3 separate regions of the Danio rerio genome follow, and all the other regions are linked to region 3. Evidence: chromatin contacts called from public Hi-C and Micro-C data. All regions are on one chromosome and are shown on one strand. Each heading gives the region's core, a stretch centred on a gene start, on an enhancer-like site or on the middle of the called end of the contact. The rest is flanking DNA. Distances are from core to core; before and after follow the strand shown.

Region 1 (3,172 bases), core at 562-3,061, 130 kb after region 3:
TGGCTAACAGGCTACAGGACGTTGTTCACAGTGTAGTTATTACCCAGTGCTTTTCTTTCTGTCATGTTCATCCATGTTCTTCATTTATTTGTTTATAGTGTAAGATTTTAAACTTACAGTTGAAACCACAAGTTTACACACACTCTAAAAAAAGGAACATAACCATTAAAAAAATGTCTGATGGTAAATCATACTATTTCTGATTTATGAATTTACTATTTTAGATCCTTTAGGATTACCTAAATTATTCACTTTGCTAATTGCCAGAATAATGAGATTTTTTTTTGAGAATTTTTTATTAATTTCCAGTCAAAAGTTTACACACATTTTCTTGGTATTTTTAGCTTTGCTTTTAAACTGTATAACTTTGGTAAAATGTTTTGGGTATCCTTCCACAAGCTTCTCACAATAGTTTGAAGGAATTTTGGTCAATTCCTCCTGACAGAATTGGTGTAACTGAGTCAGATTGCTCGCACAAGCTTTTTCAACTCTGCCCACAAATGTTCTATAGGATTGAGATCAGGGCTTTGTGATGGCCACTCCAACACATTCACTCTGTTGTCCTTAAAGCACATTTTAACTAATTTGGCAGTATGCTTAGGGTCATGGTCTGTTTGGAAGACCCATTTGTGGCCAAGTTTTAATTTCCTGGCTGATGTCTTGAGATGTTGCTTCAGTATTTCTACATAATGTTCTTTCTTCATGATGCCATCTATGCTGTGAAGTGGACCAGTCCCTCCTGCAGCAAAACAGCCCCACAACATGATGCTGCCGCCCCCATACTTCACAGTTGGGATGGCGTTCCTAGGCTTGTAAGCTTTCCCCTTTGTCCTACAAATGTAACACTGGTCATTATGGCCAAACAGTTCAATCTCAGCAGACCACAGGACATGTCTCCAAAAATTATTCTTCTTCCCAGTGCAAACTGTAATCTGGCTTTGTTGTTGATTCTGGCTTGTTGATTTTCCCATGTTGTCACACAGGGAAGCAGTGTGTTTGAGGTTTTCTTTAAATACTATTCGACAGTTGTGCCTCCAATTAACTCAAATGTTGTCAATTAGCCAATCAGAAACTTCCAAAACCTTGACACCATCATCTGAGCTTTTTCAGAGGTATAATAATCTTATTGTATGTAAACTTGGCTGTCAAGAAAAGTTATAACAATTTCTCAAAAAATCTCTCTCTCTCAATATTCTGCTATTAAGTATAACAGAAACTAATGTGATAATCCTAACTTACCCAAAAGAGAAAACGTTTAGTTACATTAACATCTGACTTTTTTAAATGGTTAATGTGCCTTTTTATACAGTGTATGTAAACTTCTGGTTTCAACTGTACATTTAGATAATTGTGATAAATAATTGTGAGATTGAATATCTCACTCTATTTTAGTCATTACACAGATATTTCTCCCAGAATGAGATCACTTTTTAGCATTTTATTTTATTTTTAGTAGCAGAACATTCCAAAAAAAAAAAAAAAAACAGCAGATCAGGTGTTTTTTCCAACATTTTACCTGATGTATTTTCAACCCTTCTTTTTTGAGTTACTTTGAGAAACCAGAAATCTTTCCTTTAATTAAAAATGACATTACAATCCACCTAAACAAAGTTCACACGCTGCCACACGTTGATCCGCTCGCAGTCATCCATTATGTTTGTACACACAGAAAGCACATGTCCTCTTGCAAAAGGATTTTTTTTTCGTCAGGAATCGTGGGAAGGCTCTTTCTCTTTTGTTATTATAGACCACGTAACCTCAGTGAAGTGAACAATGGCAGGAAACGGCGCTGGGCGTCGAGGCAGAGCGGCTTCCACATCGACTGCCAGCATTCAGAATGAGTGAGAATGGAGTCCGCTGGGAACGGTGGAATATGCACGGGTTAATGGACACTGAAGGGATGTGTCTCATTCATTTCCAGAAGCCGAGTACACGACTCTGCATTCCTCACACTGATTTCACTCAATGACCAGCACATCTGTACGGCCCAAACTTGATAGTAATATGAAAACAGGAAATCTGGTTTTATGTTTCTGTTTTCATTCAGGGGGAACACTTGTGTTTCTTCATGGGACTGCTAAATTTATATACAGTGCTCAGCATATATAAGTACACCCCTCACACATCTCTCTTTTAAATTCATGTTTTTAATAAGAAGCTCTACAGCACAGGTGTCAAACTCAGTTCCAAAAGGGCCGCAGCTCTGCACAGTTTAGTTCCAACCCTAATTAAACACACCTGATCAAACTAATTGAGTCCTTCAGGCTTGTTTGAAACCTACAGGTCAGTGTGTTGGAGGGTTGGAACTAAACTCTGCAGGGCTTCGGCCCTCCAGTAATTGAGTTTGACACCCCTGCTCTACAAAATCATATCTGTGCATGTACATTAGATTAATCAATACTAAAGCCAAATCTTTGCATTGACTTAACATGTAAATCACTCACGCTTGATGCTTCATCCGCATCTGCACTGTAAAATTTTTTTCCAGATTTTCATAACGTCACTGTAATTTTTCACAGTAAATTACATTATATCTAATAAATTCTCGAGACATACTAGTTACGTAAACGCACTAAATCGCACTTCAGCAGCGTTTATTTGAGAGCGCACAAGAAGATCTGTGCTTGAGCCGCTTATATTTGAGGGGCGTGCAAGAAGTTTTGTGCATGTTCAGAGGAAATCAGCGAGCAAGCAGAGATTTGCATGCTTGTAGGCTATTATATAAATGCCATCTTGACATCTAATACTGCGCTTACGACATTTGTCATTGAAATAACACCACAGGTAATTGATAGATCTGTGTTAAAAAAAAGGCTACAGCTGGAAATAATCCAAGATGAAACACCTTATTTAAATAATTTATAGCTTATAATCATATATTTACTACTGTAGAGAAACTAGGAAGTCTGCAAGAAGTGAATGTGGGTAGTTGAAGTGATATGCTAATGGTCTAATCCGATTCAATTAATTATGCTAAGCTAAGCTAAACTAAATTCATTTGTTGTATATTTTTAAAAAATGGTCAAATTCAACTATTTAACTCTATGGTGACTTAAAAAACAGAAGCTAATTTTACGTGTAGTGTTCTTTTAAGCGAAGAGTATTCTAAATCACAATATTAATAATAATACACTGCAAAAAATATTGATGCTCAAAATTTTTTTAGTTGAAT
Region 2 (3,255 bases), core at 351-2,850, 230 kb after region 3:
AAGTAAACTGCTTCAACTCTTCGGTGCAGGTTAATGCATTGTGAAACGTCATGGATAAGCAGGTTATGGCTTAATAAAAAGTAAATAAAAACATGAAAAAGTAAATGAACAAAATGCACTTTCTATCATATACTGTATGTATCACACAAATTTACATGACTTGATATTTGGACAACGTTATTTCATGTGTATGCTGTTAGCATCAGTTGGTAGTTGATATCCTGAAAAAATAATTAGTCTTTAACTATAAATAATTATATAGATATGGGTTAAAAATATTATAAAAATAATAATATGGGTTTAAAACAACATGTGATGAGTGAATGATTACAGAACTTTATTTGTTTATGTTTTTAAAACTAATTATTCTAATTAGCATGGAAAATTGCTGAACATAACATAAGAATACTCTTAAATGAAACTATATATTTTAAACCGCAAAAGCATGCAATATGGTTTCTAAAATAACCCAATTTTAACTTAAGTATCACAATAGGATACATTTGGACTGTTAAAAGCAGCATTCATGATTTATGTGATATTGCGTACTTGACATACAGTTGAAGGCAGAATTATTAGCCCCCCTGTTTATTTTTTTTCTCCAATTTCTGTTTAACGGAGAGCAGATTTTCTCAACAAATTTTTAAACATAAAAGTTTTATTAACTAATCTCTAATAACTGGTTTCTTTTATCTTTGTCATGATGACAGTAAATAATATTTTACTAGATATTTTTAAGGCACTTCTATACAGATTAAAGTGACATTTAAAGGCTTAAATATGTTAATTAGGTTAACTAGGTTAGTTAGGGTAATTAGGCAAGTTATTGTATAACAGTGTTTTTTTCTGTAGACTATTAAAAAAATAAATAGCTTAAAGGGGCTAATAATTTTGACCTTAAAATGGTTCTTAAAAAAATTAAAACTGCTTTTATTCTAGCCGAAATAAAACAAATAAGACTTTCTCCAGAAGGAAAAATATTATCAGACATACTGTGAAAATTTCCTTGCTCTGTTGAACATCATTTTGGAAATATTTAAAAAAGAACAAGAATAATAACTAATAACTTGAACTGTACATATGATTCGAACCGAAAACAAAGAAAACAACGCAATCAAGTGAAGCAGAAGTTTAAAAAATCAATAATAAAATCATTGTTATAATAATTATAATTAAAGATCTAACCACAGTGAGATGAATAAAGCAGTCACCAATCTACTCACTTTCTTCAGATCTGCAGCATAAACTAGCATCTGTTGTTTGGTTACTCGATCCTCTGCATTCCTGCGACGCCTGACGGTCAAAAGTGTGCCCAGCAAGAGGCGCAGCACTGATTTCAGGTCTGCTCTGTTGAACCATGAGCATCTGCTGTACCCTCTACCATTCATTAAATAGGGTTTGTGTACAGTATTAGCAGATTTTAAGTCCTTTTAGCTGGATCTGTCCCTCATATTTACTACACATCACAGTACAAAAACACTCAGACAAAGAATCCTGAACAGCATTAAAAAGCGTAGAAGTGGGCGTAAAGGACAAGGCCATTTATGTACGTGACGGAGCCGCAGAAATCACACACTCGTACAATGTTCGCTTTGTTGACGCTCTTTCTGGTATTTGTCCGTGAAGGGGCTTTCAGTTGCCACCGTTTGCACTGTCACCTCATCAGTCAACTATTTAAGGTCATTTGGGACAGAGTTTGTACAGACTACTAAAGCTAAAACCACGTTTGCTATTTAAAACAAACAATAAGAAAAACATCTGTGTTTACTTCATGCTGTTTCAATCTTCAGAACACAAATAAGATGTTTTAGATCAGTTGTTCCCAACCTTTTTTTTTTTTTTTGCCTGAGACCCCCTTTTTTTCTGGAAAATATTGTAAGGCCCCCCTGCACATTTAATGATATAATCACTAAATGGCGTTTCTGTGTGGAGTTTGCATGTTCTCCCTGCGTTCGCGTGGGTTTCCTCCGGGTGCCTCTGATCCCCAGAGATGGGTTGCGGCTGGAAGGGCATCCGCTGCATAAAAATGTGCTGGATAAGTTGGCGGTTCATTCCGCTGTGGCGACCCCGGATTAATAAAGGCAAGACAAGAAAATGAATGAATTATACAAACGTAAATTGTCATGAATAGACTAAAAAAGTTTATGATGAAGAAGGCATGAAGGCATTGGTTTTCATATTCATGTAGAAAATAATAATGTTTAAAATATTTTAGCAAGTGAAATAAAAGAGTACGATTTTATATTAGATTTTATAGTAAAATATTTTGCTAGTCTATTGCGAAGTCTATTTTAGTTCCTTAATATAGCAATGTACCAACAATGCGCCTTAACACACCTCTTTTCTAAAACAAAACACCCATGAGTCCTCAAAGTGCCGCAAATGGATTTGCTATGTAAACAACGTGTCAGAAAACGAGTAAATTAGGTTTGCGTTGGTCTGAAAATAGCAACACATCAAGGAAATACGTCCTATGTCTTATTGCGCCGGGTGTATGAAAGGGCCTCTAGAGTTCATAATGCTTAAGAAAAAAAAAGGTTATAGATGCTTAAGTATTGTAAAAAACAAATTGCACCATACTAAACATTTTATTATGTCATAAACAATTACAGACATGGACAAATTATTGCCACCCTTCCATTAAAGAAAGAACAGATTGAACGTCAGATTGTTCTTATGAATTGTTGTTCAAAAGAAGCATTTTAAAAAAGGCAAACTCATAAAAATGGCTTGGGGAAAAATGGAAAGGTAGTAAAAATTGTATCTACTTCTGTTCTAGATGTTAGTTCTAAATCAATAAAGAAAAATAAATAGTTTAAAACCATAATTAGACAGGAATAAATGACTACACATTTGGTCTATCTTTGGACTATTGTAATAAAGAATAAGTACATTGTAACATAAATATAAGTACATTGTAATATAAATATAAGTACATTGTAATATAAATATAAGTACATTGTAATATAAATATAAGTACATTGTAATATAAATATAAGTACATTGTAATATAAATATAAGTACATCGTATTATAAATATAAGTACATTGTAATATAAATATAAGTACATTGTAATATAAATATAAGTACATCGTAATATAAATATAAGTACATTGTAATATAAATATAAGTACATTGTAATATGTAACAGTTGTGATGCCAGAAATATTACAGTAAGTGTACAGTATAAATATAGCTTTCTTATATCTGTAATCTCGGATGATATAGTAGGTGTGAGCTGAAACTTTTGACACA
Region 3 (3,359 bases), core at 429-2,928:
CAAAGATAAAATAAATCAGTTATTAGAGACGAGTTATTAAAACTATTATGTTTAGAAATGTGTTGAAAAAATCTCTTTATTAAACCGAAATTGGGGGGAAAATAATTCAGGGGGGCTAATAATTCTTACTTAAACTCTACACTAAAAAATCCACACAACTGATTTGTGTTGAAACAACATGAAGGAATTAAGTTATCTTATAATTTTTTTATAGAATTTAAGTTAATTGAACGCAAAACAATTAAGTTTTCCTCCTAAAACCTCAAAAATTGTTTTTATTTTTTAGCTCATTTTAAATAAGTAGTTTGAACTAACAGCAGACATATTTTTGGAGTGTATGCTCTCTGGTCTGTTTTGGACACAAGTACGCTTGCAAAAGGGTTAATTAAGCATAATTCATTCATTCATTCTTTTTTTTGTCGGCTTAGTCCCTTTATTAATCTGGGGTCGCCACCGCGGAATGAACCGCCAACTGATTCCAGCAAGTTTTTACGCAGCGGATGCCCTTCCAGCCGCAACCCATCTCTGGGAAGTAATTAAGCATCAAGTAAAACTAAATAAAATATTTGTTTAAATTATTTTATTTATTAATTTAATTTATATTTAATTATTTAATTTTAATTACTTACCCAAAAAGTACATTGGAGTTGTGGTCACAAATGCCATGAAGTAGATCCCAGTCGCGAAAGACACCATGCCTACCATGATCATGCTCTCGTCCCTTAGAGACAATCTCGTGAACATCTTCACCCCCAAAAAGCTAGTGATAAAGAGGAGGGACCCCGCCGCGTTCCCGTACCCCACCAGCGTCGCGCCCCAGTTCAGCGGCTCTTTGAGCACGTACGCCGCCAGCATCTCCATCCCTCCGGCCACTGCGATATCGTACAGAATCCCACTGACGAACAGCAAAGCGATGTTGATTTTATCCCGGGCCTCGTGGTTGATGATGCCAAAACTTTCCCGGCGCTCCAGCCGATCTCCAAGCACCGCCGGAGGACCCACGCGCAGGAAAGTCGCCGCGTAAAGCAGGCATAAAAGATACAGGACCACACTAGAACCGGATAAAATGACCCCTTGCTTGAGATTAACTGTATAGAGGGCGAATAAGTGACCAGAAGCCAAACTCCCGATGAAGCCGGCGATTCCGTACACCAGCTCGGTCATCATGATGCTCACGGAGCGCTCCTCCTCCCCAGAGCTGACAGACACCAGCGCCATCACACCGGCCCAGTAGGACGCGAATCCCCCGCACAGTCCGTGGATCACCGGCACCGCGTACAGCACCTGGAGAGGCCAATCAAAAGCGACATCCAACAGCAGCAACCCTCTGGACAGAAAGTAGCCGACCAGTGGAACGACTATCGGCACTTTCCTGTAACCCCTGTCTCCGACTTTAGCCAGGAGGATCGCGGGCAGAAACGGCATGAACTTGGCAATCATATTATAGGTCATGTTGAAGTTGGTGATGGCTTTCTGCTGGCCGTCTGAGTCCGTGGCGTTTGCGCATCGCTCTTTGACGACCATTTGGAGAGCGGTGTCAAAAAACGAGCTGGCCACCTGGGCGCTGAAGACCAGAGGAGCGATGTATTTTCGACAGGTAACCATGATCGATGTGGACTTATTAAAGGCAAACAGAACGGAGTCGACTGTTTACTGTGCCCATACGCGTCATTCTGCTATGGGGAAGTTGCGGGCTGAAATACTTTCAGTGGTTCGTCATGTTTCAGCGGTCAAGGATACACAAACAAACGACACTGCTGCTGATTAAGTTAAAAGGACGCACACAGATTTGTTGACTGAATGTCAGCAGATTAAATTGGCTAGCGTATATGCGTTTTTTTAAAATGTAGAAACTTTTATAAAATTATATACTGTAAATCGAAATCCCCGAAGTGACGCAACCTGCTTGCCTGGTTTAGGAACTAGTCAAACAGGATCTTAAGAAAAAGCAGTGATCTAATTTCACGTCATGATGATGCTCTGTCGTAAAGAGATCTTAAAGTCTTTTGTAAAGACATGATTCACATGAAAATATTAATTTATTTTGACCTACATGAATTATTATTATTATAATAATAATTATTATTATTTTAGTCATTAATAGCCTTATTTCCATGATTTTTAATTCACCCAATTGATTCTAAATCAAATCTTTTATTTTAGTTTATTTTAATTTAGCTATTTAATCAGATTACACTTTCTAAAAATTATTCATTGTTTAATGTATAATTGTTTTCTAATGAATACAAATTTATAGCCTACAAATGTTATACAGTATACACATTTGTGTTTCTTTAAATATGTTCATTCATTCATTCATTCATTCATTCATTCATTCATTCATTCATTCATTCATTTTCTTTTTGGCTTAGCCCTTTGTTTGGTTTTTAAAAAGGTTTAATCTGGATAAAATTGATCCGGATTTAGTATTTTTTTATTGCAATCCGTGATCATGTAATCCAGCTTACTGTTTGAGCCAGTTTTTCAAAGCAACATCGCATTGGATCAATCTGATCCATATAAGAACTTTTCAGGATCACTAAATCTTGATGCAGTGCTCAAACAGCTGGGAAATCACAATGTAGAACTAAAGAGCAACACGTAGATTAACCAGTGTGGGGTAAATATAAGTTTATTTTTATTTAAAATGAAAACACACATTTAAAAAAAACAAGAAAAACCCCACCCCATCCTCCTCCAGCAGTCGGCTCATCTGAGACCTACAACACAAACACTGCACATTGAGGGTATTCATAACAGGCTTCAAACATAGATGTATTTAATTAAATAAAAGACAAAGTTAAAAACTCCACAGTAATTTCAGACTTCCTCATCTGATGTGGAGAGATCAGCTTGTCTGATAGAGGTCAAGTTGGTTTCATATATTCAGACATTCTCATAGAAATTCTAAATAGGGAAATTATATTAGCAGCAAATGACTATCAAAGTACAACATTGTTCACGGTGAATTAGATTGTGTTAATGTTGTTTAGAAGTCATATTTGCATGCTAATTCCGATCGAATATTCAAGGTAAAATGGTAAACAATATAAAGACTGCTAAATGAATGAATGTGCAAATATAAAGCCAACTTTACCTTTATGCTTGTCTGAGGCGGATCTCAAGTCTGGTGGTTTGCTCAGTGTCAGTTGTTCCTCTGCCAGACGAAGCTTTCAATCTCTTTTTGTAATTGTTGAAAAATCAGCCATTCTTTGCATTTTTTGGTGATTCTGTAATCATTGCATGCATCACTAATAAATATTCTAAAAACAAAAATATTTTCCATTGTGATGAATGTATATATCAATTAGTGACAGAATAAAATGTATGGTTTTTGGTCAATTTTGACAGCTGTTTGG

Evidence for each region. A called contact is a pair of places that touch in the nucleus more often than the background predicts.
Region 1: a Micro-C map of caudal fin shows a contact between it and region 3, with 4 times the contacts expected there. The contact joins the enhancer-like site here to the promoter of slc46a2 in region 3. A contact is called at or near these places in 3 of 18 Hi-C or Micro-C datasets (caudal fin, hematopoietic stem cells and an unstated tissue) and 1 of 4 datasets of contacts at active chromatin or transcription factors (embryo).
Region 2: a Hi-C map of an unstated tissue shows a contact between it and region 3, with 12 times the contacts expected there. The contact joins the enhancer-like site here to the promoter of slc46a2 in region 3. A contact is called at or near these places in 2 of 18 Hi-C or Micro-C datasets (caudal fin and an unstated tissue) and 1 of 4 datasets of contacts at active chromatin or transcription factors (embryo).

The regions. Positions count from the first base shown.
Region 1 is chr10:5,268,385-5,271,556 of GRCz12tu, reverse strand. All of the region lies in intron 3 of palm2akap2 (PALM2 and AKAP2 fusion), which reads right to left. It also overlaps a transcript of lyrm7 not described here and a transcript of plppr1 not described here. Among named protein-coding and RNA genes, the nearest start is that of palm2akap2, 78 kb to the right of the region's middle. Within about 2 kb of position 1,811, at least 12 of the 62 cell types and tissues checked have an H3K27ac peak or open chromatin away from gene starts, as enhancers often do.
Region 2 is chr10:5,165,771-5,169,025 of GRCz12tu, reverse strand. It overlaps a transcript of lyrm7 not described here and a transcript of plppr1 not described here. Among named protein-coding and RNA genes, the nearest start is that of palm2akap2, 25 kb to the left of the region's middle. Within about 2 kb of position 1,600, at least 6 of the 62 cell types and tissues checked have an H3K27ac peak or open chromatin away from gene starts, as enhancers often do.
Region 3 is chr10:5,396,881-5,400,239 of GRCz12tu, reverse strand. slc46a2 (solute carrier family 46 member 2) reads right to left here and starts at 1,678. Exons shown (of 4, transcript XM_017357996.3): 1 at 630-1,678. The coding sequence starts at 1,605. It also overlaps a transcript of lyrm7 not described here.